Linked DNA regions of Gossypium arboreum: region 2 is linked to region 1. A link is a contact called in public Hi-C data. All regions are on one chromosome and are shown on one strand. Each heading gives the region's core, a stretch centred on a gene start, on an enhancer-like site or on the middle of the called end of the contact. The rest is flanking DNA. Distances are from core to core; before and after follow the strand shown. Region 1 holds the start of LOC108457794 (leucine-rich repeat receptor protein kinase HPCA1). Region 2 holds the start of LOC108478187 (phospholipase SGR2-like).

The links. Hi-C and Micro-C count contacts between places; a contact is called where the count stands out from the background.
Region 2: a Hi-C map of leaf shows a contact between it and region 1, with 2.6 times the contacts expected there. The contact joins the promoter of LOC108478187 here to the promoter of LOC108457794 in region 1. A contact is called at or near these places in 2 of 5 Hi-C or Micro-C datasets (both in leaf).

What each region holds. Positions count from the first base shown.
Region 1 is chr3:103,158,653-103,161,396 of ASM2569848v2, reverse strand. It overlaps LOC108457794 (leucine-rich repeat receptor protein kinase HPCA1), which reads left to right and starts at 1,332. Exons shown (of 19, transcript XM_017756939.2): 1 at 1,332-2,118; 2 at 2,382-2,505; 3 at 2,576-2,647. The coding sequence starts at 2,034.
Region 2 is chr3:103,358,287-103,361,030 of ASM2569848v2, reverse strand. LOC108478187 (phospholipase SGR2-like) reads right to left here and starts at 1,318. Exons shown (of 21, transcript XM_053025805.1): 1 at 887-1,318; 2 at 523-764. The coding sequence starts at 573.

The DNA of each region.
Region 1 (2,744 bases), core at 83-2,582:
ACCATTTTTTTTCTGGACACGTGGCACTATTCCTGAAATGTATATAATGAATTAATGAGAAAATTTGGAAAATAAGTTGGATGAGGGAATCTTATAGAATCAAATTTGATAATTGAGATGGAAAATTTTTGAAAAGAATTTAAAAGTGAAAATGTAATAAAAGGATCAAATTGTAAATTTTGAAATGTTTAGGGACTAAATTATAATTTTTTATTTTTTACAAAAAGGGAAAAATAATTCCCACCACTTAAAGACTTATATTAAAGATTTATTATGAATTATGATATTTAATTGATTTATGTATCGAATTTTGAGAAAAACAGTTAAAATAAGAAAATATGATAATTTTTCCGTAAAAGGGTAATATAAAATTATATTTAAATATAATATTTAACATTCAAAATTATTTTGAACCATGAAAACTCGTATTAAGAAAATAGGCTTCAAATGAACAATTTTAAACTTAAGTTGTTGGATGTAGGCCCAAGGCTCACATGTTGATGTTGATATTTTTGTAGAGGATGAGAAACCCCCCTCCCCATCAACGCCATCTTCTCTTCTTTTTCGTCCAGCAGCAGTCATTTCTTAAGTTTATCTTTGAAATTGGAAGTTAAATTCAGAGTTAAAATTATGACTTTTAAAAATTTAATTGTTCATTTAATAATCATGTAAGAAAAAATTATGCACATTTAGTTTTCATAAAAAAAATGTGAAATAATTAATTAAATTTCCTTTTGTTACATCGATAAAGATATATATTTTTAATTTTATAAGTAAGAGATTTTGATGTGTTCTATTTATTTTAATTATTTTTTAATTTTTAAATTCACAATAAGCAATACGTATCACTAATTGATTTAGGATCAAATCATTTACCAAATTTATTAAAATTAAAATTATGCTAGTCAAAGTGAAAAATTATTTTTTACAAATATTAAATTATTTATATAATTTTATTGTATACTATTTGTATAATTTTATTGCATTTTCCGTTATCAATATAACGACAAGTGACCAAAATAGAAATGAATTCAAACATTAATGCTTAAATCAAAAAAAAAAAACACTAGCGCAATTGGGTCATCATTTGTATAATTTAATTGATAAAAAAATTTAAATGACCACATAGAAACTAGCTCTATTTAGAGTGAAATGGAATATATATATATATATATATATATATATATTTTTGGCCAGGCAAAACAATTTCCATGACCAACGTTTTTTTTTATAGAAAAAAATTGTACGAAGAATTTGACATATTTGGTAAGATATTTCATAAATATGGAACTTTATGTCTCATATTTGAGTCATAAAATAATTGGCATTAGCATGCGTTGATGGTTGAAGACTGAAGGTAAGAGCAGGGCAGGAAGGGACCCACTAGTCTGCACCTACCATGTAATTACCAAACATTGAGCTTTTTGCTTGTTTGCTTCAATGGAAATTAATGTGATCCATTCCATTTATATCCATAGCAAGCAATAATTATTGTAAAATATTCTTTCTTTTGTCTTAAACCAGGCTCAGAAATGAATTCCATTGGCCGCTGTAAAAAGTTGAGAAGGTGCTTTGTGCTAAAAAGGCCATGGTGGTAGGGCAGGCCAGGCCAGCGTAGCAAACAAGCCTATTTCTGAAATCAAATGCTAAACAGAATTTGGTCACTTTTTCCACTTTTATTTCTAATTGAAAAAGTGATGATGACTACGATGATGATAGCTTCAAACTGGCCTTGTTTAAAGCTGTGTTGGGGGGTACTTAAATTAGCTTCAAAGCTAAGGCAAATCAATTAAAGGAAGTAGTGAAAAGAAAGGGTAGGCCATTGCCAATGGCCACATTGCTCACTGCCTTGTTTCTCGTTTGTTGCTGCACCGCACCTACTCCATCATCTCAATCTCATATATGTTCGCATAAGGACAACATGCTGAAAATTGTCCATGCTTGTTATTCCTGTTTCAACATGACTGTGGACCTTCAAACTCTGCACTGAAAACCACTAGCCAATTAGCCATTGCCGACCCAAAGTTTCAGCCATGACACCCTTTTCATTGCTCTTATTCCTGCTTTTCTTTGCTGCAAATATTGCCTTCCTTTCTGCTGTTACAGACCCTCACGATGGTGATTACTATATCCTTGTTCTTCATTTCTTGATTTGGTTTTACTTTGTGTCTTCAAGCTGTTTGATATATAATATATATACACTGTTTTATAAAATGTATAGATTCTGCTTTCCAGTTTCATTGAATGTTCTTTTCTGTGATAGCATCAGAAAATTTTATTGTTAATTTCCAATGGACATCTGAGCGAAATATTTAAAATCATCATTTATTAAGTGTTTCTGTATGGTTGTTGGGAATGTAATCAAAGTGGTGCTTTTGCAGCTGCTGCTCTCCAATCTTTGAAAGATTCATGGCAAAATACACCTCCAAGCTGGGATAAGTCAGATGATCCTTGTGGAGCAGCATGGGAAGGAGTCACATGCAACAGCTCAAGGGTGACTGCACTGTGAGTGGATGGTCATATTTTGTTCGCTTCTAGTGCTCATTACCATATACTCATGTGATCTCATTCTCAGGGGATTATCAACCATGGGTCTTAAAGGGAAACTAAGTGGTGACATTGGGGGCCTAACTGAATTGAGATCCTTGTGAGTTTTCTTTGAACCCACAATTGAATTTACAACTGAACTACATTGTTACATTAGCAATTCTCACTCAAATCTACTACCTTCTCACTTTTAACAT
Region 2 (2,744 bases), core at 69-2,568, 200 kb before region 1:
CCTAGTTCTTTCCAGTTAGTAAGCTTGATTCTCTCTTGGGAATTCATGTTACTATTATTTAAATAAGAATTATAAATGGATAAGAAATTAAATTCCAATTCCTGAATGAACTATTCCTTCCTTGGGAACCGCGTCCAAGTGCCATCCTTGTCAAAAAGTTGATAAACCTAAGTAGTCCAAAGAGAAACAGAAAGACAATAAGACCAACAGAATGCACATTTATTGCCCCTTCAAATTGTGCACAAAGCTAACATATAAAGCATCCGTTCCACTCCATCAGCCTGCCTAGCCTGCATAGCAAATTCGTCTCAACTGGTGGCCCTCAATTATCTTCTAACTTGGTACTCATGGATTCCCGTGATCAACCACAATTCATTAAATGCACATGCATTTACTATGAACAAAAAATCTCTTTAAATGTTTCAAATGCATTAGAATTTGTAGCTTACTTTAAATGTTATCTGCAAATGGAAGCTAAAATTGCAACCTAAAACTAGACTTTGAAATTCAGCAGAAACTAACCATTTTCAGCCAAAGGAACGTCGGAAAAGTACCAGCGGACATCACCGCCATCTGAAGGACTCCTTGTCTGCGCAAGATACATCTGACGACCCTTACAATGCTCTATCACATCCTCCAATCTCGCAATGTTAGACGGCGTGTTCTTCAACAAATCCGGTGATGCTTCGTCAATTCCATTTGCCCCCACAACCGAGGGGTTTGCTAACGAATCCGCCATCTAAAATCAAAACAAATCAGAATACCTGCACAGTGTGGAGCAGGGTAAAACCCTTAATTTTTTATTAATAAATTGAGATCTAGAAGAAAGCAACTTAGATGAAGACCAAAATTTTAGGAGGTGGAAACTGAAGATATGATCAAGCACCGCCAAAGAAAACGTCAAAATATTTATGGAAATTGATGCATAAGATTCTGAATTCTCTTCCCAGCAGCTGCCTCTCTATGTGATGCTTCTTGCTGCTGCTTCTGAAATTTCAAGATAGATTGTAAGGAGTAATTCTTTCTTTGCTGCTACCAGAATTGCAGTAATAAACTGCAAGGCAAAATATGAAGACAAGGAACCATATTTTACAAGAATAATAATATATTAAGTAGAGAAATTATTTTCCAAGAGAGAAGCTCTAAGTCCAATTCTAATTCTAAAATATGGTCTAGAAAACTTTGCAAGAATGATTAGATAGGCAGAGGCAACAGGCCGAGCGACGACGATGATTCATTACTGTGGACAGAGGCAGAGCATCGAAATAGAAAACGAGCTTGATTGCGTAACATTGTTGGGCTATAATTTCTAATTCAGCCCATTGGCTTTCCATTTCGGACCGCACTTCTTAAAGCGAGTTTAACATTCAGATTGAAAAGAGTGGTCGTCTTAAAAAAAAAAGTAAATATGTATTTAAATTATATTTAATTTATTAATATTTAAATTATAATAAAAATTTAAAAATAATTTATTAAGTAATTAATATTATGGTATAAATAAACTCAAATTCCTTAATAGTATGAGATATGAAATATATAAACTTAAAATATAATAAAATTAATTTTTACCCGTATAATTTACAGGTTGATTGCATTTATAAATTAAAATGTATTAATTTATTTAATATTTTTAATAAATTTTATTAATAATGTGTGTTAGCAACAATCTTAATTACTTAAATTATTATTATGCTTTAATATTTTCAATAGTTTATTTAATAGTTTAAAACCAAGTAAATATGTATATTAATTTTAATTATAAATTTACAAGTATTTTAATATGCATTTTAAAACTATTTTTCAATAATATTTTTAAATTATTAATTTTAAACTTTTTCTATTTTTATTTTCATTTTCAAAAGTAAACATTATTTAATTTGCAATTTAATATGTTTATAAATAATGTTAATTTATAACTTTTAATAATATTTTCAAATTATTTGTAAATTATGTTTTAATTTCTTTATGATTTTTATAACATATTTAACTAAATTCAACAAAATTTTAAAAAATTAAAATTTAAGAAAATATTACTTTTGAGTTTCTTAACAGATTAAATAAAATGTGCAATTATTTTAATAAAATAAAAATCTAGAATTTATTATTATACATATTAATTTCAAAGTTTGATGAAAACAAAAAAAGTGCATAATTTAATATTAATTATAATTTTAAGTAGTTAAGTTTAAATATTGTGTTTTAAAAGTTGAAATATTTTATTTAAATTTTTGTATATATTGTTTTAAGAAAATAAAATTTTACTTTATTAAAGTAAAGAATAATAGGAAATAGAATATTCAAATTTGGTGCCAATTTGGGTTAATATGTTTCTAAATTATTTTGAATACATATTATTTCCAAAAAGAATAAAATATGATATTGAAAGAATAAGAGAAAATAGAAGATACAAAATTGTTGTTTAATGGGGCTGGATATACAAAATATAAAATAAAATCATGTTTTAGTATATGTAATTTTATAAAAACATTTGTTTACATGGATTTAAACTATAATATGTGTCAGGTATTTCAAATTTACAATTTAAGAATATTAGATAAAAAAATTGTAAATTTTGCAGTATGTCAATGTTTTTGGGTTCAACATTCTTTAAAAAAGAAAATGGTATATAATGTTTTGGTTTCATATAAAGATATTTATAATTCTTGATTCGTAAGGGAATTGGATTGTTAAAATTATGTTCCATTAGTATAAAATGGATTAATAATGCATAAACGTCATCGATG